7 separate regions of the Mus musculus genome follow, and regions 1, 2, 3, 5, 6 and 7 are each linked to region 4. Evidence: chromatin contacts called from public promoter capture Hi-C data. All regions are on one chromosome and are shown on one strand. The core of a region is the stretch at or near the end of the contact, and the rest is flanking DNA. Distances in the headings are between cores, read along the strand shown.

Region 1 (3,230 bases), core at 382-2,881, 1.5 Mb before region 4:
GAGAAAGCGGAAGTCAGGGCAGGAACTCAAGGTAAGAAGACGAGAGGCTGCTGCTTACTGGCTTGCTCCTGAACGCTTACTCAGCCTGCTTTCTTACACACTCCAGAATCACCAGAGGTGAAACCACCCACAATGGGCAGGCACCCCCTCATCAATCGCTAATTAAGAAAATGCAAGTCTTGCCTTCAGAGTAGTCTGGGGGTGCATTTTCTCAGTTGAGGTCACCTCTTCTTAAATGACTCTAGCATGTGTCAAGTGGACAGAAAACTAGCCATCACAGGGACCTTACATAGATGGTGACATCCTCGATCTAGTTCCAGTCCAGACCTCTAGTATGACTTAACCAGCCACCTGTTGGATGGTCCTACTCTAATGACGGAGAGGGGCAACTGCCCATAACTGGCATTCCATACCAGCTAATCTTCCCTCCTGGATCCACGCTTTCCGTGTCTGTCTGTCTGTCTGTCTGTCTGTCTGTCTGTCTCAGCATCCCACTGCTCCAGGCAGCCATCCTTGATCCCTCACTTCACACACTAGAGCCAAGCTTTGAGTGTGGTTCCTTCCACTGTATTTACAAACCCCCACCTTCCTCCTTTCCTACCACCGCTCCCTTTCTGGTTCCAACATTCCCTGTGCTGGGTACCTGCAGTGCCTCCCCAACTGCTTCCTTAGTCTCTTGGGCCTTGCCCTGTTGTTGCTAGAGTTATGTTCCTAAAAAGTCTATCTGCGGCATTATTTCCTTGTTCAAAACCTTCCCTTTCCAAAACAAAACAAAACAAAACAAAACAAAACAAAACAAAAACTTTACTTTCCCCTCATGGTTTCCTTTGTTTGCTTGTTTAGTTTCTCTGTGTAGCCCTGGCTGTCCTGGAACTCTGTAGCTCAGGCTGGTCTTGAACTCACAGAGCTCCACCTGCCTCTGCCTCCTGAGTGCTGGGATCAAAGGCGGGCATCACCACCAACCAGCCCTTCGGATTCTTTAGCATCATAGTTCACCACACTCTCTAATGCTACACCTCCCCCCCCCCCCCATTCCTTGGAGGATTCTAATCTGGGATGTCTTTGGCCACTACCACTCACGATGGAAGGGTAGGATGAGGTGTCATCAAAAAGCACTCATTACATGGCATCGATCAGGATCAGTCTCATCGTATGAAACTAGCGACTCGGAAGCAGCATCCGCTGGTCACTTGTGTTCTGCCGCCTGAACCCGTGTGTTTTTGTCGACTGTTTTTAGTTATTTAGGTGAGCAAACAAGGTAATGGCAATTTCATAATGTGGCATCATTCTTTGTTCTCATTCGTTCTCCCATCTTAGCTTTCCTTAAATAAATAAAAATCACTATTTGGACCAGGTGCCCTCTTTCTACCCAATTACTTGCTGACTTGTTGGTCTGCTTAAGATCCCTTTGAGAAATATACTGATTCCTTCATTGTACCCGCCTAAGGTGCCCAAAGACTAGATTTCTGGTGATAACTGCTATGTCCACATCTCTCTGTATTACGTATGTATGCATGCATTCATTTATATGCATACATGTGTAGTTACTGTATTTTTAATTGCTTTGTCGTCCTCTAAGCAAAGAAATGAATACCCTTAAGTGGCCACCAGGAGGCGCCAGGAGCAGCGAGAGACCTGCGGTACCTTGGCGGTAGAGGTGGAGATGGATGCAGAGGCGAGGGAAGAACCCAGCTTCCTTTTTTAAGAATCAGTTGTGAGCAAGGGAGCAGAGCTACGTTATTTTAGGGAGACTTTGTCGCACTCCCCCTCCCCCGGGTAGGTAGCGTCTGGGATGTGTGCTCCCAGTTCGTAGTCTCCCATGGAGAGACGCTGGCTGCTGCAGCCGGCAGTAACCCGACCCCGCCGGCGCAGGGACTGAAGAGGCGCCGGGGAGAGCAGCGAGAGGCGAACAAAAGCCCTCGGCAAGGGGGCCGGAGCCCGGACCTGGGGTAAGTGAACCCGCTCGGAGACCTAGCAGCTCCCAGAATGGAGCGGCAGGGTTTACGGCGCTCTAAGAGCCCACTCCCCTGAGATGCGGTGCGGAAACTGGTGAGCATCAGCGGCTGATGTCTGAGTCCACCATACTGGGGTTGATGGTACCTTTAACTACACATTCGGCCTTGGAGATCGGGTGCATCTGGGAGGATTCAGGTGCCTTGTGCATCTTGAGCAAACACCGGGTGGGGGCTGGAGGAAGAGGAAGGCAGAGAGCTCCCAGCAAGCCCCGCTGGAGAGGCTGGAGAAAGAATCCATCACTCCACTCGGAGAAGCCTTTGGAGACTCTTTTCAGCCCTTCCATCTCCCGGGGGCCCTGCGCTCCGGGTCCTTTTGGTAGAGAGAAATCAACCATAAACTTCTTCCTAGGCAACTGGGGCCCTCGCAGCAATGCACTTTGGCATGCACAGGCCCCTTCCCCTTTTGTGTTCTTGCAAAGCTGCATCCCAGCAGCCCGCCTAAGCTACAAACAAATAGCTAATCCTCCGGGGAATCCTCCAGCGCCTCCCTCGCTGGCTGCAGCCTTCCTTGCACTTCAATCTTTGCAGGAAGGGGATGCAGCTAGTGGGCCTCACGCCAATGTGGTCTCCTGAAAGGCCCTGCATTCTAGGTCTGAGGGAGACTGAGGCTGCTGTCTAAGGCCCAGCGTCCCCCCACCGCAACTGCCCAGCCTGAGTTTTTGGGGCATCAGTTTTAGGATTTACGTTCCATCAGGCCCCTGAGCCTAATCTGAAATCGGATTAAGTTGGGAGGGGTAAATATGGCTGAGGAGGGAGGAACAGCTCACAGATCCTCTATGTCCCCCCGCCCCTCTGTCATCTCAGGGACTCCAACAAAGAACGAGGTTCAGCTATGGTGGACCCGGTGCCAGAAGAGGAGAAAGAGGGAGCGGAGCCCGGTGGCTCTGAAGGGGATGAGGCCACAGCGTCCGAGCCCCCCGATGCCCAGGGAGCCCAGCAGCCGGCTGCCTCCTCGGCCTCCGCCTCCGCGGCGGCGCCCCGTAAGGCTGAAGTCCCCTGCGGGGCAGAAGGTGGACGTCGGGAGCAGTCTCCGTTGCTGCACCTCGATCTCTTCAATTTCGCCTGCCCCGAGGCAGAGGGCAGCCGCTACGTCCTGACCAGCCCCCGCTCTCTGGAGGCCTGCGCCCGATGCGCGGTCAAGCCCGTGGAGCTGCTGCCTCGGGCCCTGGCCGACCTGGTGCGCGAGGCCCCGGGCCGCTCCATGCGCGTGGCCAC
Region 2 (3,159 bases), core at 320-2,819, 1.4 Mb before region 4:
GCCCAAGAATGTGATGGACCTGGCCCATGAAAACCATTAGCCAGAGGGAGAACAGGGTTAGACACGATCCCAATAAGGGTCCTCTGGCAGGGATGACCAATTCTGGATGTTGTTCTTCTGGGCAACTCTAGGGACTAACACCTAAAGGTGAGGTGGTTATGCCTCAAGAATGGAACACAGACAGGCAGACAGATGCTGATAACAAAAACGTGGAGTCTATATTTCCAGGACACTGAGTGGCATCAGGTAAACTGTCTAAGACAAGCTATTTCCAACCCAAGAGTCAGAGTTAAGGTATTCTTTATCTCAAGGCTGATGCGAGTCAGGTCTACAGCTTCCCTCTCCTCAGTGGGAGTGGAAATGTCACGTGGCCCAGGACAGGTCCCAAGGGGCCAAACCAGTCCCTTTAGGGAAGCCAGGCCACCTGCATGTTCCCCCACAGCAGGTTGGAGCCTCTGGGCTAGGGGTCCTATTTTCCCTGGGTCAGTAGAAGTGGGATTAGGGATCAGCTTCCTGAAGTTTGGCTCAGTGTTTTTATGTCAACTACTTTGTTTCTGTGCATTTTATGTTGTGGTAACATTGTTTTTGCGTCTGCTTTTCACTTTCCAGTTCCTGGTGACTCCCTAATCACCTGGGGGCTTTGTTCTCAAGCATAATGGAGTCCTTGCACGGGGAGTGGCCCTGCCTATGGACAGTGGTTGCCGCTGGCTTTGAAGAGATACAAAGAGGTATAAATTATAGAGAGAAGAGTCTGGTTTCAATTCCCACTCCTAGGTTTCCTACCCAAAAAAGTTACTTCTCATCTAATCAGTGAAGATTAGATCAGTAACGGCACAAACTGCTTCTGTTTGTTAAAGGTGCTCAGAGCCTCTGCTGCTCCCTGGAGTTCTGATGCGCCTGAGCACATGCGCGGCTACAGTACACTAAATATAGGAGGCTGAGCTCATGACAGTGGCTGAAGCTGATAGAAAATGAGCAGATATCTTTTGAAAAGACAATGTGTGACGGGCTCTGGTCCCTTATCCCTGGCATAGGTATGGGTCCCTGGGTCTCCAGGAATGAGGACACATGAGCCAGAGCTCCAGCCAGCCGAAGAGCAGTGTGGGAAAACACATTTGTGCTGTTAAAAGCCATGGGCATGTGGGGGCTTTGGGTTACTGCAAAAGCCATGACCTAGCCTATATCATCTATATTTGATGTGTCTTATATAGACAGAATATAAATAAGATCAAATTTGTATTCTTGCACACACACCCCTCTTTACAACTGAAGAAGAACAACAACAACAACAAAAACAGGAATATGAAGCTCTGCTTTAATACGCATGGTGCTGACAGCCTCTCTGGCCCCAGAGTCAACAAACTTGAGAGGATCTCCTCTGGCAGTGTTTGTCTGCTATCAGTTTGTCAGTAAGAGCTGTTGAAAGGCCCATAAAGCTTACTAGCCACAAGGACCCGAGCCCCAGGATGGCTTTCACAGGTCCCATGCTCACCCAGGACTCCTCGGAGGACTCCACCCACAGCCCTGCTTCACCTCCCTGCAAAGCTCCCCAGCACTGCAGCTCGCAGCCCAGCCGCTCCCCGCTCACTTCCCTTGCCCTGGAATAACCACACTGGAATAGCTTTGGTTGAACTGTCAGTCAGTGTCTGAAACTCAGGCCTTCCCTCCCTGCAACTCAAGCACCAGTAGATGCTAGGCTGTGCCTCCAAAAACCCAAAAGAGAAAGTAACCCCCGGGCGTGGTGGCACACGCCTTTAATCCCATCACTTGGGAGGCAGAGGCAGGTGGATTTCTGAGTTTGAGGCCAGCCTGGTCTACAGAGTGAGTTCCAGGACAGCCAGGGCTACACAGAGAAACCCTGTCTGGGGGTGGGGAGGGGGAAGTAACCTTGAACACAGCAGGTCAATTAAAAAGAGCCCAGCCATTTGACATCTTCTCCACTCGGTGGTCCTAAACATATGTGATAAGATGTTTCTACTTGTGTCAATGAGTAGCTGTGCCCAAGGAAGCATTTGCTGCTGCCTCAAAGGGGCCAGGAGACTGGGTGTGACGAACCAGAGCCCTCCAGGGCCAAAGCAACTCTAAAGGAAGTTCAGTCTCCACCGGATGCTTAAATCCCCTAATGGTTTTCTGCGAGCAGGTGACCAAGCTCAGCTTAAGTGACTCTCAGGGTAGAAAAGTCAGAAAGTCTGTTTCCGCTTTGAAAAACCAACAAAAAGCACCCCGCCCCCTCCACACCCACCCCAGCACCAGCTCTGGGTCTCAGTCTCTGAGAGACACAGACACAGGAGCATTGGCGAGTGATGGAGAGATTTTGTGGGACTCTTCACACACAGATCTGACCATTCATGCAATAAGTCTCTGCTCCTATCCCGGTGCCTCAGGTCACCTCTGAGGGATCCCTCTCTTCACTCCTGATCTTTATCACGCTTTCTTCCAGGGTCTAAGTCTCTGAGACCTGTGGATCCCAGACCACATAATAAGAGCTAGCAGGTGGCGCCGAGGCAAGCAGAAGACTGGCGGGGCCAAGGCCAGCGGGCAGCACCTGGACATTCCAGGCTATTCTTCGTGTTCTTGGAGAAGCAAGCAACCCATGTGGCCCACCAGTTCTATTTCAGGCCAAATCTGCCTCCCTGCCAACTTCCCTCACCAAATCCAACTTCTCCCTGGGCCATCAAACAAGGCTAATTTCTTTCCCTTCAAGTATTTAAGTGAAATTAAAAAAAAAAAAAGTCTCTTCCCAAGTTTCTTGTCCTCTAAGCTAAACACAACTTGCTTGCCATGCTTCACAGGTCATGATTTCTTGTCCTCAATAAAACTAATTATACTCATAAAAGGAATGCAGCAGAGAGGGGAAGACTTAGCACAGAGAGGATTCTTTGCAAGCCATTTACAGGCTCAATGCAATTCCAGGAAATGGCCCGGTGAGAGGTTTTTTTTTTTCTTATAGTTCTATTCATTCACGCTACATCTATTTACCAAGTGCATAGTATGTTCCAAGCACCTGCTGGGCTCTGCATGGAGGATCTGGAGCTGTTCTCACAGAGCCTATGGTCTATAGTGTAGCTACTAAAAAAAAAACCCAGACCAGGCTTTTACATCAAATGCAGGAATCAAGTATCGTAAAACCATCAGGTATTATCAGAGAGCAGTACAGAA
Region 3 (3,161 bases), core at 383-2,882, 1.4 Mb before region 4:
AGAGGCCAGCGGGAACCTACCCATGGATGGATGGGTGTGTAGGGTATGGATTCCCAGCAAGGAGAGTGAGCTGAGCCTCAGAGGGCATCCCATCTACCTCTTGCCGACCCAGGCTGAAGCCAAGGCCACCCCCCATCCACTCCTCCTGTTCAGAGGGCTCAGGTCTTTGCGTTTATGCTCCCCTGAGAAGAAGAAAAGGTCAATTTGGCCAATTTACCCTCACTCTTAATGAACACTCTTGAGTCCCTTCCCTCCCTTTGCCCACAGGAAAGTAAGCTAACAATGAGAGCATCCTCCTACTGCTGTTTGAGAAAGGTGAGGGTAGAGGTGGTGGGGTACTGGGAGCTCCGGCTAAGACAGACCCGAGGAGGAGAGTTTGAAAGAAGTCAGCCAGCCGCAGCCAGTTCCATCCTGCCCAGTGGTTATTTATGCAGCATGGAGCCCTTCCAGGCCTCTTCCCCTCAGCTGCCCACTAGGGCATTGATTTCTCTAATGGCAAGCTTCTGCAGTGGAGGGCATTGGCTGCTCTGTCCCAAGCCTTCCTGTGGTCACTAATTATCTGAGGTCCAGAGACTGCACTTCACAAATGGGAAAGTGGAGCCCAGAGGCCCTACTGGGCAGCAAGAGGAGGCTGGCTGTGCATCACTCCTCTGTACCCAGACTTTCTGACTGGCTGTTACTGACTCAAGGGGAAATGGAGGATGGGGAGGTGATCCTCCCAGAGGAGGGGCCGTGAACAAAGACCTAGAGCTGGCAGGTAGGAGGTTTTCTGAGACCCAGAGGAGAGAGAGTCTGCACAGGAAGCTCTTGAGACAGAGGTGACAGCCTCTTTCAGAGGACACAGAACTAACTTGGTCCTGCAGTTACTGTTTTGACTTAGACTGACTGGTTTGGTTTGGGCCGCTGTGGGAACTGCTGTTGGAAACTTGGGGCCCCAACTCCAAGTGCCCTGGGCTATCAGCCTCAAATTAACTGTTTATGCAGGAGCCAGGCTCACCCGCCCCCAACCCCATACAGGGAGCCAGGACACTCAGCCTGGCACCTACCACATACCGGATGCAATCGGGTGAAGATGCCTGGCAGGGTAGTCTTAAATTAAATGAGGACTCAGAAGAGTACCTGGGATAGTCAGACCCAATGGAGAGAGATGGCTGCCTACAGTAGTGCTCAGGATATTCTGCTGGGAGTCAACAATAACCCCTCCCGTCCCCTCCCCTCCCCTACCTCTGCACTCACCACACACACACACACACACACACACACACACACACACACACACACAAGTGGCAGAGACAGAATGTTCTTGGCCCTCAGTGGCTGCCATCAGACAGTTCAGCCCTGTGAGTCTCTCATATAATCTTCACTCTGCACAGAGCCTTCACTTAAAACATCAGAGGAAAACTCAACTTGGGAGGCACTCAAGGGGGTCTGTAATCCATTAAGTCCCCAAGAGAAATCAGGCAGAAGTAATAAAAGTGTATGAAACCAGCTCTGTAAAACATGAAATCCCATCCACACCTCCATTTGTCCTGAGGTCTTACAGGAATATTAAATTATTCATCAAAATTGATCAGAACTAACCACTACCACACACACGTGATCTGCAGCCCTGAAAACATCAGAGGCCTTCAGACTCAAGGTGTGGGAGGGAGAGGGGGCTGTGCTTCCAAGAATGTTCATACCCTCCAGGGAGGGACCAGGACGAAGTCTGAGTCTTCTAGACACTGCAGGAAATCTGTGTTGACTTAATGATAAAAGCTGTGTAGAAAATGGCCTAGTGCACATGCAGTCAGCTTTGTGAGGTTCCTGCAAGCCCAGGTCTGGGAGTGCCCCTTCTCCCAACACTTGTCATGGCCATAGAAAGCCCTATTGGCATCTGGGCTTTCCTTTGGAGTTGGGGCAGAGAGCCTCGTGCTGATAATAGGGCAAGGATTGCCCAACACCCCCTCCCAACCAGTCCTTTGGACAGGACCAATATATCCTCTCTCCCACTCTAACTTCAGTGATGTCAGGGCACAGTTTCCAACACAACTCCTTAGAGAAGGTTTGTGATTCTCCTTTCTCCCGAGTACTTCAGAGTGGCAGTGGTCGGGCTTGCTCAAATACCATGTAAGGTTGAGGATGCGTGAAAGGATAGAGGAGAGAGACGCCCATTTCCCAGCCCACTTAAAGCCTCGGCCAAGGGATGGAATTGGCTGTGGAGGTCTCTGGAGAATCTGGTTGGGATGGGATTTCTCCTTCTGCAGACTGGCCCGACCTAACCTCAATCTCTAGCCCACATGCAGCCTCGCCACTTGGGACTCGCGACTTAGTTCATTCCACAGAGAATTCCCGGCATCTACCGGCCATTCTAGCTCTAGCGACCAATTAAAGTCGCATCTTCCAGGTGGGGGACAGCATAGAGAGAAACTGGCTGGGCAGGTCAAGGTCACAGCGGAAGGCTGAGGCAGGGCGGTGACTAGATGAGTGGGAGGGGTCCTGAAGCTCGGGGCTCCCTCCCGGGGTAGGGAGGGGTGGGGAAGGGAGGTCTCCCAGGACGCGGGGGACACAACTCACCGCCGGGACCACTTGGCCGAGGATCTCCCGAACGGCCGTTTCCACAGAACCCCGTAGAGCTGCACTTTGGTGCTGATGTCCAGCGCGTCCGCGTCCGCCTGCTCCAGGGACGGCGATGGCGACACGGAGTTGGACTTGGATGTGAACATCGTATCTCGAAGACTGTGCCCTGGCCGGGCCCACTCCCTTCGTGGGACTGGAAGGGACAGGGAGGACAGTGGGAAGCAGTGGGCACGGCGAGTGCAGGCAGCTGGGAACGCCGTCGGGGCGCGTATCCCGACGAGCGGAGCGGAGAGCGGAGGGGCGCGGGAAGCTTAGCCAGCGGCTGGGGCGAAGCTCCAGAGCGCTGTTGGCCGGGAGGGAACTCCGCGGGGAGGGCAGCTCCGCCGCAGGCTCGCAGCATCACCCCCCTCCTCCCCTCCCGTGCCTGCAGCCTCAATTCTGGTAGCCTGGATTGGCTGGGAGTGGCAGGTGAGCGGCTCAGGCCGGCAGCGAGCGCCAATCAGGGTTGGCGCCTACTGCAGGAACTAGCTCAGTGAGTCTGCAGGGTCCTGGTCGGTCACTCAGCCCGGGATTTGGCCACTACACCTCCCCACCCCCACTCA
Region 4 (2,889 bases), core at 230-2,729:
ACAAAAACAAAAAACACCTACAACCCCAAATTACAAAGACCTTAGCAATAATCACTCTGATTTAACAGTACCACTCTCACTACTTGCCCTCGATTCTGCTTATGGCTTCAAGTTTTTTCCCTACTCTCCCAAATATAATATAAACTCTCCAAATATAACATTCTCTATTCATTTGTTTCTTTCACCAATATTAAGCACATGCTATGCTAAGCTTATGTCCTCCCTTTTGCATACTTACAATTGAAGAATGAAGAGACATATATTCAAGTAACTACATTTATGTGACAGGTATTGTAGTTGCTATGTGCACGTGCTACTGAGATAGACAGGGAGAAGTCTCGAATTGGTCTGAAAAAAATTAGGTTGCATGTCACAATCCTACTAAAAGTAGTTCCCTTAAAAGTTAGTTTCATTGCTTAAAATGCTTCATGGGACCATCATATGACAACTTCCAAACTTTTATGATCAATCATATTTTTTTTCAACTTGAAAAGGGCATCTCTTACTTAGCTCTTGTCTTTCGAGCAAAGTTGTCCTCATGTGTAAAACAACGGTGATTCTAATTTCTACTCCAGAGCTGGTGCATAACGCTCAAGGTAGGCACTCATTATAGACATGTGATTCTTCTAACGTGACTATCCACAACGTTAGGTTAGGTTACTCAAACACATATTTCTCCACACAAACCCTTCGCCAACCAGTCACTTCCTCTCGAGTGCTATCTCCACACTTTGCACTTATTTCTTCCTTAATCTGATCTGTGCGTTATTATAGTGTATGCTTTTCTTTCTTCCTGATGTGTGCGTAAGCGCGTACGAGACAGAGGAGACAGCATCTCAGACTGAATTTCTGTTAGGCGCTCAATAAAAATAGTGAAGCAACAAAACCCAGCTATTTTGAGGAGGCTGAGGGGTTAATTTATTTATTGGGCCATTATTATGCGCCAGACACTAGTTTTAAATGCTTCGGATGTTTTTAATAAACACACGAACTAGCCAAGGGATCGAGCCAACATTCGAATCCAGAGATCTGACTCCAGATTCCGCGCTCTTAACACCACAAGTTTGACAGTCCCTAAACTTGCCCGGATGCCTAATTTGCCCAAGAGCGGAGGAAGAAGTATCAAGAGTTAGAAAACCTGACGCAAAACTTCCTAATAAAACAGAGCACCTTACAAGCATCACTCGCCTCCCTAGAGGAAGTCGGAAGCTCCAGGACCCCGTCCGGGTTCCAGGGACGAGCCCCGTTACAGAGTACGTGCTCAACACGCAGGACTCTCCGCGACCCCGGTATCAACAGCCACAGGCTCCAAGAGGGAGCACAAGATAATGAACACACCTTCCTCCCCACAACTGCCCCCTCAGAAAACTCCAGTACCAGGTCAGCAGCGTGGAACTTTCAAAGTTTCCCCCACCCTCACACAATTACCCGCGAAAAGTGCGAGCAGCAACATCTGGGGCTCTGGTTGGTTGGTACTCTGGCGACTTATCCAATCAGAAGCAGGAAAATCTCGGGTTAGCCCAGCTGTATTTTGGGAATTGTAGTTCAGTCTCGAAGGTTAATCTAATTAAATTTTTCCTTTGTAGTGATTGCTTAAATCGAGGAGCGGAACCTTTCAAGACGAATGTAGAGGAGGGAAAACCCTGACTGGAAATTCTTTTCCTCAGTGAATCGCATTTTAAAGTTATTTCCTGGGCCAGAGAAGGTTCTTTTGGGGGGCTGAGGGGTTGGAAAAAGGGTGGGCAATATGCCCTATTCCCGTTTTGGGATGAGAGTTTTGTGTTTCCTTTGCACTGTTCAACACATTTAGATGGTGAAAATGTCCGGGAAATACTAACTAAAGCGTCTCAAACTAAAATACATTGAAAAAGAACCACTCAGTTTAGTTGAAAAAATAAAAGAAGTCAAGTAGGTTTCGTATTTAAAACAGCTGCGTTAAGAAAAACTAATAAACTTAAGAACTGACTTGATTACATGATTTGTGAAAAGCCTTTGCTCACTCTTTGTTTTCGTTTGCAACTCCTTTGTACCGACCTCAGTCTTTCGATGGATATATAATTATATATGATATACACACGATAGAATTAGATAGAATAATGATACAGGAAGATCCAGAATTCCTGTGGCTAACCTATCATCTATCACTGGTTGGCACGGAGAAAATGTTGACATCAAAAACAAAACAAAACAGTGGCGGGTACGGAGCGTGGAACACAGATATTCCTGGCCCCAGCTCCCCCGAAATGAATAACTGTGGATGTTGCGAGAAGGAGCAATCATAATTAGGGAGAGTCCTCAGTCCTGTAGCTAGCGGATCTAACTCTTCCTTAGAGTCCCCGTAGCAATCAGGTGGCATCACGTGATTCAAACAAACACGGCACTTGATTTGCATCTTGCTTCTCCTGAGCCAATAAGAGTGGCGCTCTCTTTCGTCATCGCCGCCCGTTCCACCACTCTTCGCAATGGGACTTGTCACCTGACCGGGATCAAACATGGCTGCTCTGGACGGGAAAATGCATTCGACTCCCGGAGCAGGTGAGTGTAAGGCGCAGGGAAGATTGCGAGGGTGCTGTCCACGACCCCGCTAGGGGGAGCATCCCTGTCCCCCAGCCTCCCGGCTCCACAGTTCAGTCCCAGATTGATCCCCTAATCTTTAGCCTCTGTCTTAACAGAAGGCTCTAACCAAGGGAGTTTTCATCCTTACCAAGGCATCCACCAACCTAGAGATTTGTAGCCTGACAAAATGTTCAGGAGGGAATGCGGAAGTAAATGTATGTGTCTGCACCCCAGGCTAGCAAAAATATTAAGATTGTTATATGTGAGGTCTGCGGTAGAAGATGAGGTACACCCCTTAGAGAAAGAGACGGCTCTCAAAAAGAGATAGTAACA
Region 5 (2,776 bases), core at 225-2,724, 1.5 Mb before region 4:
TCACACACTCAAACTCACACACGCTAAATGAATTTAGCTTGGGACACAATAAACCCTCAACAAGTTTTCCACAGTATCACCACCTTATGAAGTGATTCCTTTATTGAAATACAGGAATCCACTCCCACCCCCAACTCAAGACAGTTCTCATTTCTACTTGAATGTGCATCTAATGAAAAATGCAAAGCTCAGAAAACTAAGAAGTCAAAGCCAAGGGCATGTCTCTACTAGTCTCCACTAGATGGTGACAGCCTGGGTGTAGAATTCCCAGAGCACAAAAGTGTGTGTGTGTGTGTGTGTGTGTGTGTGTGTGTGTGTGTATGTGTGATTTTATTATTATTATTATTAACCAAAGGGATTCTAACACCAAAAACCGATTGACCAGTGAAAAGTGGAAAGTCACTGCGGATCTTGCAGATCTAGAAAGGACTAAATACCCATGGCTTAACTGAAAAGGATAATGTCCCCGCACCTCTCTTCGAACCCCAACCAACAAGAGCAACAAAGGGCAGCACACTACCTTGTCACCAAAGAAGTGTGTGGCAACAACATTGGGCCTCTGCTGAACTAATGTAAAGTTCCCAATGAACTTAATGCCTCTTTGGGATCCCCGGCCTTGCTGCCCTCCCAATTCCGTTACAGGTAAGTTTTTCCACCATGGTGGCTGTCCCGGGAGGGACCATCAGTCTCACAAGTAAGAAAGTCTATATGTAGTTACAGTAAAACCGAAACAAAACAGGAAATGGGTTCGGCAAGTTTCAGCCCACATAATAAGAAAAGTTTTTGCGACTGAAGAGGCGACCAGGCGCTGGGGCTCCAGAACGCTCCCGCGCACAGGCGAGCGGCTGCAAGGTTTCCTCAGGAAACCCACCTCGGCCAAGCCGGTCCCGCCGTGCGGAACCGCGGCTTCGCTGGACTGGAGGGCCTCCGCCTTGCAGCGCGCTCCACCGAGCCCGATCTGCTCTCCGCTCTCGGGCACCGGCACAACCACGCCGCCGCCCTCGGAGCGGCCCGACCCGGCTACTCCCGCGCGGCTCGCAGTGCTGACACCGGCCGGCGCGGTAGCAGGCGGCCGCGCAGAAGGCCCGCGTCCCTGAGGAAGTGCTTGCCCGCCAGTGCCCTGACAACCGGCCCCGCGCGCCGCTGACACAAAGCCGGCCCCTCCAGCCCGGGCGGCGGTGACAACTCACCCGGGAGCGGCGCCGAGACCTCCGGGAAAGGGGGCGCTAGCAGCTCCCGCGTCGCCGAACCCGCTCCGCCGCTGAGCGCGCCCGCCTGCCTGCACTCCCTGTCGGGTCCCCCGCGACGCCTCGCGTGCCCTGGTCTGGCTCACGCGGCCGGGCGCTGACGAAGGAGGAGGACGAGGACGAGGACGCGAGCGGTGGCCGGCTCCTGAGGATGGAACGCGGCGGCGGTGGCGACGGCTGCGCCAGCGTCACTGGCCCAGCTGTACGACGCGGGCGGGGGAGGCCCCGCAGAGGGGGCAGGGCAGGGACGAGGCCTGGGCGGGGTCAGGCACGCACGCAACAAGCGCAGGCGTCGCGCCGCTGCGACCGCCCCGAGGAGTCACGCGCACGCGCCTCTGACCTTGTCTGACACGCCCCTGGCGGCGGGGGGAGGGAACCTTAAAGAGACAGTCACTCGAACTGCTCTGGCTGTAATACTCTAGTTAAGCCACCTTCCTAGAGGGCCCTCCGGTTCTTTTACTGTTATTGTTTGGTTATTATTTGGATGTTTTAATTACTGTCATTTGCAAGGAAGTATACTGTTGTTTAAGAGCCTCTTCTACACACGTCGCCCATTTAGGTCTTGAATCGCTTGCCTGACCTATCTTCAAAGCAGGTTATTATCTCCCTATTAAGCTGTACTCTAGGTTAGGGTGTGTAACTTAACTATCTCAAAAGTGTCCCGAGGGGGTTAGGTGGGGGTGGAAATGTAGATCAGGCCATTCTGATTCTATAACGCTGGGGTGGGCTTCAGGAATCTTTTTAATGGGTGTCCCTGAGTGCTATTTCTGCGCACTCAAAAACACCTGGCAGATCTTAAATGGAGGAAACTGACATTCCAGCGAGGCCTGGGGAACCTAGAGCTGCAGGCTTGGCCCCTAGCTTTTTGCTCTGCTTCTGAGCCTCCTTGAATTGCTTTCAAGCGCGTCTTAGGTGAGCAAATTGAGCACTGGTCAGCTGCATCCATTTAACAGTGACTCTCACTACAGAGGGGTGGCCATATGACAGTAGGAACTATCTCTTTGTGCCTAGGTACTTGGTACTAGGTACTTGGCCTGTCTTAGAGGTGCTCAATAAATGTTGAAGCACTCCTTGAAAATCAGTGACTCATAAATTAAGAAGGCCTGTTAGCCTTTTCTTTTTTTTTTCTTTCTTTCTTTTTATTTCTATTTATTTATTTATTTATTTATTTATTTATTTATTTCGAGACAGGGTTTCTCTGTGTAGCCTTGGTTGTCCTGGAACTCACTCTGTAGACCAGGCTGACCTCGAACTCAGAGATCCGACTGCCTCTGCCTCCCAAGTGCTGGGATTAAAGGTGTGCCCCACCATGCCCAGCCTTTTCTTTTATCTGTGCAAGTGCCCTACCTAGGATCTACTGGAGTTTTTTGTTTCTTCTTCTTCTTCTTTTTCTTCTTCTTCTTCTTCTTCTTCTTCTTCTTCTTCTTCTTCTTCGTTCTCCTCCTCCTCCTCTTCTTCTTCTTCCTCTTCCTCTTCTTTCTTCTTCTTCTTCTCAGTTCTCCTCCTCCTCCTCTTCTTCTTCCTCTTCC
Region 6 (2,906 bases), core at 262-2,761, 1.6 Mb before region 4:
TGAGAATCAACTCCAGCCAGCAGTTACTTTAACTTCTTAACAGAAGCCACTGCTTCTTGGCCACTTCTAACATCTTTCTGGGAAAACAATTCACATGGACTCAGAGTCCATGCTCATCACAAGAGCTCTACCCACTTTGTTTTTTTTTTTTTTCTTTTTTTGGAGACAGGGTTTCTCTGTGGATTGGCTTGCCCCTGCCTCCCAAGGGCCAGAGACCAAAGGCATGTGTCACCACCACAAAGTTACCTAACTTCTCGACAGATAATTCAACTCAGTTTCAAGTACTTACCACAAAACCAAAACCTCTTTTCAAGTCAATATCTCGGATCCGTCCGTAACCCTTGAAGAATCTTTCCACATCTTTCTCCCTCGCTGCTGGATTTAGTCTCCCAATGAACACTCGACAGCCACTCATGATGCCCGGCTAGTGTTTCCTGTTAGGCAGTAATTGAATCGAGACAATATCAACGATTGACACCATGGGGGTGGGGGATGTTCAGTCAAGCAGTCAAACACACCCCACGTTTACCAACTCTACTAACAAGGTCGCCATGTACCTTTTAAGTCGTTCACGACCACCACATTCAAATTCCAAGTTAAAACTTAACTCTCCAAAAGACCCCCTTCCCAGGTTCCACACGGCAGCCCACCACAACGCCAGTAGCCACCTTTCTAGACTGCGCAGCCGCACACGCTGTCCCCGGATCCCGGGGTTCCCCTCCCATCTGCCGCAGTTAAGGCCAGGCCGAGAAATGCGGGCGGAGCCGAGCCCGCCCTCTGCCAGGCCTGGTCCAATAGCAGCCGGCCGCGCCCGCGTCGCGGCCTCCCCGCGCGTCACAAGCCGGAATCTCGCGACGCCACCACCGAGCCTGCGCAGTGGGCGACGGGGCGCGTTCGCAGCACAAAATGGCGACGGCCGAAGTATGCGGCGGGGTGTGGGGGGGGGAGGAGCGTAGCGAGCCGAGCTGCGTGCCCCCGAGACACGGGCAAGCCCGGGGCCCAGAGCGCTGCGCCTGCGCCGGCCCACGGGGGGAAACCCTAAGCTGCCCTGGGCCAGGCCGGCTCCCCGGCGTCCGGGCCTCGATGAGAGCCATTAAGGGCGGCAGGGAGGGGCGCGCTGCTTCCCGACACAAACGCCCTCCCCACGCCCGCCCTTCCGCCTCGTGTCCCCCTCACGCAACACCCACAGGGAGACGTGCCCCAGCGCCCACCTCAAATCAACTGCGCTCTCTGAGTCGCCGTCCTCCGCAAAGAGCGAAGCCCCGGCCACTTGCGACCCGAGCGGCCATGAAGAAGCCTCGATCCGAGAAGCCTTGCCCTCAAAGCGTGCCACTCACCTACCGGACAGGGTCTTTGGCGGCTGAGACCCCGGAGAGGTCCGTAGTCTGCGACGGAGCTGTCTGCCTCCCTACACAAACACACACACAACACACATACACACGAACCCAACTCGTCTACAGTCTCTCCACAACTGACGCACTTAGCAGCTCGGACGTTGCACAAAATGGAAGGGACGTCCTGGCGTCACTTCCGGGGCGGTGCCAGAAGCTCGGGGACCGCCCACTTGGAGCTGAGGACAGACGGTTCCTGGGAGCCGGAAGTTCTAGTAGGGCGGGGCTTCCTTACCGCGACCCCTGGCGAGAGCAGTGGGTGGTGGGAGGACTAGAAACGTTCGTTCAGTTGGCAGGATACACCGGGACACTTCTTTGGATACGAAAAGATGTATTTAAACTTTTTCTTAGGTCCCTCGAAGATTACCAAGAAACCCAGGCTTTTCAAAAATCACCTGTTTCTTTTAAAAATTCATTTACATAGTCGGTCTCGCTAAGCAGTCCTGGCTAGCCTTGAGCTCAGCGATCCAGCCGGTCCGCCTTCAGTGTGATAGGATTATTGGCCCGAGCACCAGGTCCAATTCTTTCTTTCTTTCTTTCTTTCTTTCTTTCTTTCTTTCTTTCTTTCTTTCTTTCTTTCTTTCTTTCTTTCTTCCTTCCTTCCTTCCTTCCTTCCTTTCTTTCTTTCTTTCTTTCTTTCTTTCTTTCTTTCTCTCTTTAGCCTCTTCTGCAAATTGTACTTATCAATGTCCTTCAAGAGAGGGTTCTTAGCCGGGCGTGGTGGCACACGCCTTTAATCCTAGCACTTGGGAGGCAGAGGCAGGAGGATTTCTGAGTTCAAGGCCAGCCTGGTCTACAGAGTGAGTTCCAGGACAGCCTGGTCTACACAGAGAAATCCTGCCTCGGAAAAAAGAGAGAGAGAGAGGGTTCTCTGAGGCTCAAGTAAGTGAATTCTTTCAGTGTTGTGGTTTTTGTTCTGATCAGCCTAAGGAACTGAATTGTTTTCTACTAAAGGAGAGATTTCACGTGGTGAAATAATGAAATTGGTACTGTGGGTAAAAAAAAAAAAAACAAAAAACGCTCCTATATATTGAATCCCTAGGGCCAATCTTGGCTCAGCTAGCTGGGAAAGATTTCAAGTTGTTTCTAAATCCAACTGGCCATTGTCCATTCCTTTCTGTCCAGGTCTCAATCTCAATAGTTAGGTGGACGGTGGTAGCTTCAGCCTTTAATCATCTCTGTGAGTTCCAGGCCTACCTTATCTACAAAGTCCAAGACAGCCAGGAAAACCCTGAGTCAAAGAACCAAAAAAAAAAAAAAAAAAAAAAAAGAGTCGAAATCAACAGTTATTGAGAAATAGAGTTTATGCTTCCAGCATGGATGTAATACACAGCAGTCCACATCGGTAACTCTATCCAGCCTTCCCCAGTGAGGTTGGGAGGTCTAGAAACATTGACAATAAAGACTGTTGTTGTTGTGAAAAAGGCTACTTCTCTTTAATATTTTTATCTGTAACCTAAGGCATCATCTAGATTTTGAGATGTACCTAGAATAGAGTCACACAATTTCAGCTAG
Region 7 (2,966 bases), core at 341-2,840, 1.3 Mb before region 4:
CTAAAGAACAGACGAGAATATCTTTTCTCTCCCCCCCCCATAACCTCTGCTTAGTGGATGACAACCTAACAAATAACCCAAAGTGCATCCTGCATTGCAGACTAGGTTTGGCCTCAAACTCAAGAGATCTATCGCCTCTGCCTCCCCAGAGCTGGGATTAAAGGCGTGCAAAAAGTTTATCTCTAAACAAAGAGATTTGAAAATAATCTCAGAATATCCATTCCAGCCCTTGGCTTCTTTGAAAGGAAATGATAATAACAACCTACTGTAGCTTTTTTCTCTCACACTGATTGTAGTGCTGACATCCTAAGCTTTTCTCCAAAAACATTCATGATTTTTCTCAGAAATTGTTATACTGATTTCACCTCAGTGAAATAGTAAGTCTCCATTTGGTTTTATCTGATATCTTGATTTCTTGAAACCTCCAGGAATCATCAGAAATGTAACTGTGGTTCCTGTCTCTTGAAAAATGCAGAGCCCCAACTTTTGGTGGTCGTGGGGGTATATAATTTTCAGAGGATTCTGAACACTCCAGGTTCTCCAGTGTATCATCTATCTACCATTCTTGGTTAAGATGTATACGGTTGAACACAAGCTTTGTTTCTACTGTGAAATGTTACATCTTTTCCTTAATGAGACCTTAGAGCTGAGAAACAGCTTCTTTGCAAATATAGCTAGGTCTAGCATCATCCTAACGCTTGGCAGACAATGGAGAACGTCTTACCTCTGAGAAATTAACAGCCAAAGGAATGATTCCGGCCACGTAACATCCCACCAACATTGCCACAGACAGCAGACTAATGGAGAGAAAGTCATCCATTCTGCCCTCCCGTAGTCACCCTCTACCACCAGGCTTTAAGATTCCAGCAGTTTCGAAAGGCGCTTAGGCTGTTTAAACGCGTGGTCTTCCAAGCAAACGGGAATTTGCCCACTTCTTTCAGCCTTGCCACCAGCCGGGGTGTTCTCGAAGCACGCCACTCTCTTAAGAAGCAAGCTCCTTCTGCTGACTCTAGCACCAGAGAAAACTTCGCGCAATCTTAGGTACTCGGTTGCCAGCCACTGAGATTCCGGTCGGTCACAGATGGAGAAATTGTGCTGAAAGAGACCTCAATCGTCGGAATGAGAGTGTCACGACGACCCGCTCCTAGACAAGGCCCCTGGTAGCAGTAGGAAAGAGGGGTAAAGCCAAGTGTCTTCTTCGCACGCTGTACCTGTTCCTAGGGGTGGCACCGCAGGTGATACGCCCCCAGGGAAGGGACCAGCCCACCAGTCCCAGCAAACTACCTTCCGAGTCTAGAGTCGGGCAAGATGTCCTGCAAGTCTCTCACTTGGGTCGGAGGATTCAACAGCAAAGTCGACACGATGCTGTCTCTGCCCTACACCCGGTGCTACCCATGGTACTTCCCTCAGCCAGGCCCTGACCCTGAGTCGCCAATACTACAGCTGCCATGGCCGCCAAGTGGCACCTCTTCATTACTCCCACTTCCGGATTGTCTCACAGCCTCCTCTTTAGCAGGGCACTTCCGGGTTACAACCGACCTATCGGCCAGGTCCTTATATTGCCGCCATTTTTTTAGAAAGGCTTAAAAAAAAGACGACTGGTGTCGCTGTTGTATTCCCCATCACTTTAGCCGCCTGTCAGTTAATTAGAGTACAGAAGGCAGAATCCCGAAACGAACTCTTCTTCCTAAAGCGGAGAAAGAGTCTCTTACCCATCCCGGCGCCCTTAACCAAGATGGCTGAAACAGCGTCAGTATCCACTCTAGAAACCAGAAACGTGTGTCTCTCTATGGTCTGAAAGATTCCTTTTGCGTCGCGCTTTCGACGACTTCCGGCGGCGGCTCTCGCGGGATTGGCTGTTGGCGGCGTTGCGGCTGAGCTCGTGTGCGGCAGCAGAGGTGTTAGCGGCGGCTGCAGCAAGAGCGTTTGGCGCGATGGTGAGTCCTTAGCGGTTGCCGGGGTCCCCAACTTAGAGGGCCACCCCTGCTCGGTACATCTTCCCATCCTTCCCGCCCCTGCCCTTCTAGCGCGAGCGAGGGAGCTGCTCCCCGCCCCCTTCCCCCCGGCTCGCGGGTGGACCCTTCCCCTTCCCGGCGCTGAGCCGCGGGGCCTGCCCGTAGGCCCCGGACCTGATCCTCCTCCCTGCGGCTGCGCGCCTCCCGCCTGATGGTGGGGGGCGAGGTATGCGGTGGGCAGACGATGCCCTCCCTGCCGATCGCTGCCTGGAAGAGGGAGGTGTGGGGTGCCGTTCATTTCTCATCAGATGCACTAGCCGACTGTAGGAACAATGGCCGGGGAACGTGTTAGACGTTTCCTGAAACTGACACACCCGTCACCTTACGGTTCTCCGTAGGTCGGCCTTAGGGGGTCGGATTGGCTTTACAGTGTGCTGCCTCAGCCTGCCCCCTAACCCCCGAACTTCAAAAAAGAAAGTATTTTTCCTTTTTCAGTATCCTTAGTTGCCCTGTTTTGCCAATTTTGTCAGCCTTCGATCTTGTTCTTTCTTATATTCTCCTGGGAGTGGAGCCTGAAAAGAGACTCCAGGGTCCTGGTCCCAAAATCCGGCAGGGAAGGTTTTTGTTTTATTTGTTAAGTTGTGTGTCTGTGCTTGCACGTGAGTACAGGAGCCCTCAGAGGCCAGAAGAGGGAATGAGATCCCCTGGGTCTGGAGTTAGAACAGGCGGTTGTGAGCGGAGGATGTGGGTGCTAGGAACCAAACTCATGCCTTCTGTAAGAGTAGCACGTGCTCTTAACCACTGAGCCATCAACACTCTGGTTGTTGTTTTGCTTTTGGGGATCTTCCTTTTCGGTGTGTGGTGATTTGCCTGCATGTCTTGTGTGCCACTTGCATGCAGTGCCTGCGACAGACAGAAGAGGGCGTCCGATCCCCAGGATTGGAATTACCTGTGATGGTAAGCGACCGTGCGAGTGCAGGGAATTGAAAACCAGTCCCTTGGAAGAGCAGC

The links. Promoter capture Hi-C pulls out the DNA fragments that hold promoters and counts their contacts. Capture Hi-C pulls out chosen DNA fragments and counts their contacts.
Region 1: a contact with region 4 is called in a promoter capture Hi-C map of liver, with 4 times the contacts expected there. The contact joins the promoter of Ccdc177 here to the promoter of Rad51b in region 4. A contact is called at or near these places in 10 of 39 promoter capture datasets (the C10 cell line, cranial neural crest, embryonic stem cells and 6 more), 5 of 115 datasets of contacts at active chromatin or transcription factors (astrocytes, bone marrow-derived macrophages, cardiomyocytes and 2 more) and 1 of 9 other capture datasets (liver).
Region 2: a promoter capture Hi-C map of pre-B cells shows a contact between it and region 4, with 6 times the contacts expected there. The contact joins the enhancer-like site here to the promoter of Rad51b in region 4. A contact is called at or near these places in 8 of 39 promoter capture datasets (the 3T3-L1 cell line, the C10 cell line, embryonic stem cells and 5 more), 3 of 115 datasets of contacts at active chromatin or transcription factors (astrocytes, embryonic limb bud and large pre-B cells) and 1 of 9 other capture datasets (adipose tissue).
Region 3: a contact with region 4 is called in a promoter capture Hi-C map of the SN4741 cell line, with 3 times the contacts expected there. The contact joins the promoter of Plekhd1os here to the promoter of Rad51b in region 4. A contact is called at or near these places in 7 of 39 promoter capture datasets (the SN4741 cell line, embryonic stem cells, hematopoietic stem and progenitor cells and 3 more), 3 of 115 datasets of contacts at active chromatin or transcription factors (astrocytes, large pre-B cells and pro-B cells) and 2 of 9 other capture datasets (adipose tissue and liver).
Region 5: a promoter capture Hi-C map of liver shows a contact between it and region 4, with 5 times the contacts expected there. The contact joins the promoter of Susd6 here to the promoter of Rad51b in region 4. A contact is called at or near these places in 7 of 39 promoter capture datasets (the 3T3-L1 cell line, cranial neural crest, hippocampal neurons and 3 more), 4 of 115 datasets of contacts at active chromatin or transcription factors (astrocytes, cardiomyocytes, large pre-B cells and 1 more) and 2 of 9 other capture datasets (adipose tissue and liver).
Region 6: a promoter capture Hi-C map of adipose tissue shows a contact between it and region 4, with 4 times the contacts expected there. The contact joins the promoter of Srsf5 here to the promoter of Rad51b in region 4. A contact is called at or near these places in 6 of 39 promoter capture datasets (cranial neural crest, frontonasal cranial neural crest, hippocampal neurons and 2 more), 3 of 484 Hi-C or Micro-C datasets (B cells, CD4 T cells and CD8 T cells), 4 of 115 datasets of contacts at active chromatin or transcription factors (astrocytes, cardiomyocytes, microglia and 1 more) and 3 of 9 other capture datasets (adipose tissue, liver and pancreatic islet).
Region 7: a promoter capture Hi-C map of pre-B cells shows a contact between it and region 4, with 6 times the contacts expected there. The contact joins the promoter of Erh here to the promoter of Rad51b in region 4. A contact is called at or near these places in 18 of 39 promoter capture datasets (the 3T3-L1 cell line, 3T3-L1-derived adipocytes, the C10 cell line and 12 more), 8 of 484 Hi-C or Micro-C datasets (CD4 T cells, CD8 T cells, double positive thymocytes and 4 more), 19 of 115 datasets of contacts at active chromatin or transcription factors (T-cell acute lymphoblastic leukemia, astrocytes, bone marrow-derived macrophages and 14 more) and 4 of 9 other capture datasets (adipose tissue, liver, macrophages and 1 more).

Annotation. Positions count from the first base shown.
Region 1 is chr12:80,759,116-80,762,345 of GRCm38.p6, reverse strand. It overlaps Ccdc177 (coiled-coil domain containing 177), which reads left to right and starts at 1,631. Exons shown (of 2, transcript NM_001008423.2): 1 at 1,631-1,949; 2 at 2,820-3,230. The coding sequence starts at 2,848.
Region 2 is chr12:80,713,896-80,717,054 of GRCm38.p6, reverse strand. The region is part of intron 6 of Plekhd1 (pleckstrin homology domain containing, family D (with coiled-coil domains) member 1); the gene reads right to left. Gm51986 (a long non-coding RNA gene) reads left to right here. Exons shown (of 3, transcript XR_003950208.1): 2 at 610-728; 3 at 2,441-2,815. Among named protein-coding and RNA genes, the nearest start is that of Gm51986, 3.9 kb to the left of the region's middle. Within about 2 kb of position 1,569, at least 11 of the 459 cell types and tissues checked have an H3K27ac peak or open chromatin away from gene starts, as enhancers often do. A contact at or near this core is called in pre-B cells, where this site is marked.
Region 3 is chr12:80,692,423-80,695,583 of GRCm38.p6, reverse strand. Plekhd1os (pleckstrin homology domain containing, family D (with coiled-coil domains) member 1, opposite strand) reads left to right here and starts at 1,632. Exons shown (of 3, transcript NR_037995.1): 1 at 1,632-1,639; 2 at 3,124-3,161. Plekhd1 (pleckstrin homology domain containing, family D (with coiled-coil domains) member 1) reads right to left here and starts at 2,983. Exons shown (of 13, transcript NM_001177503.1): 1 at 2,557-2,983. The coding sequence starts at 2,705.
Region 4 is chr12:79,295,872-79,298,760 of GRCm38.p6, reverse strand. It overlaps Rad51b (RAD51 paralog B), which reads right to left and starts at 1,479. Exons shown (of 11, transcript NM_009014.3): 1 at 1,429-1,479. Zfyve26 (zinc finger, FYVE domain containing 26) reads left to right here and starts at 2,479. Exons shown (of 42, transcript NM_001008550.1): 1 at 2,479-2,535.
Region 5 is chr12:80,789,230-80,792,005 of GRCm38.p6, reverse strand. It overlaps Susd6 (sushi domain containing 6), which reads right to left and starts at 1,474. Exons shown (of 6, transcript NM_178682.4): 1 at 1,191-1,474.
Region 6 is chr12:80,944,104-80,947,009 of GRCm38.p6, reverse strand. Srsf5 (serine and arginine-rich splicing factor 5) reads right to left here and starts at 1,511. Exons shown (of 8, transcript NM_001079694.2): 1 at 1,338-1,511; 2 at 290-434. The coding sequence starts at 415. Gm20337 (predicted gene, 20337) reads left to right here and starts at 1,611. Exons shown (of 3, transcript NR_045057.1): 1 at 1,611-2,273.
Region 7 is chr12:80,642,735-80,645,700 of GRCm38.p6, reverse strand. It overlaps Erh (ERH mRNA splicing and mitosis factor), which reads left to right and starts at 1,590. Exons shown (of 4, transcript NM_007951.4): 1 at 1,590-1,937. The coding sequence starts at 1,935. It overlaps Slc39a9 (solute carrier family 39 (zinc transporter), member 9), which reads right to left and starts at 1,486. Exons shown (of 7, transcript NM_026244.2): 1 at 725-1,486. The coding sequence starts at 820.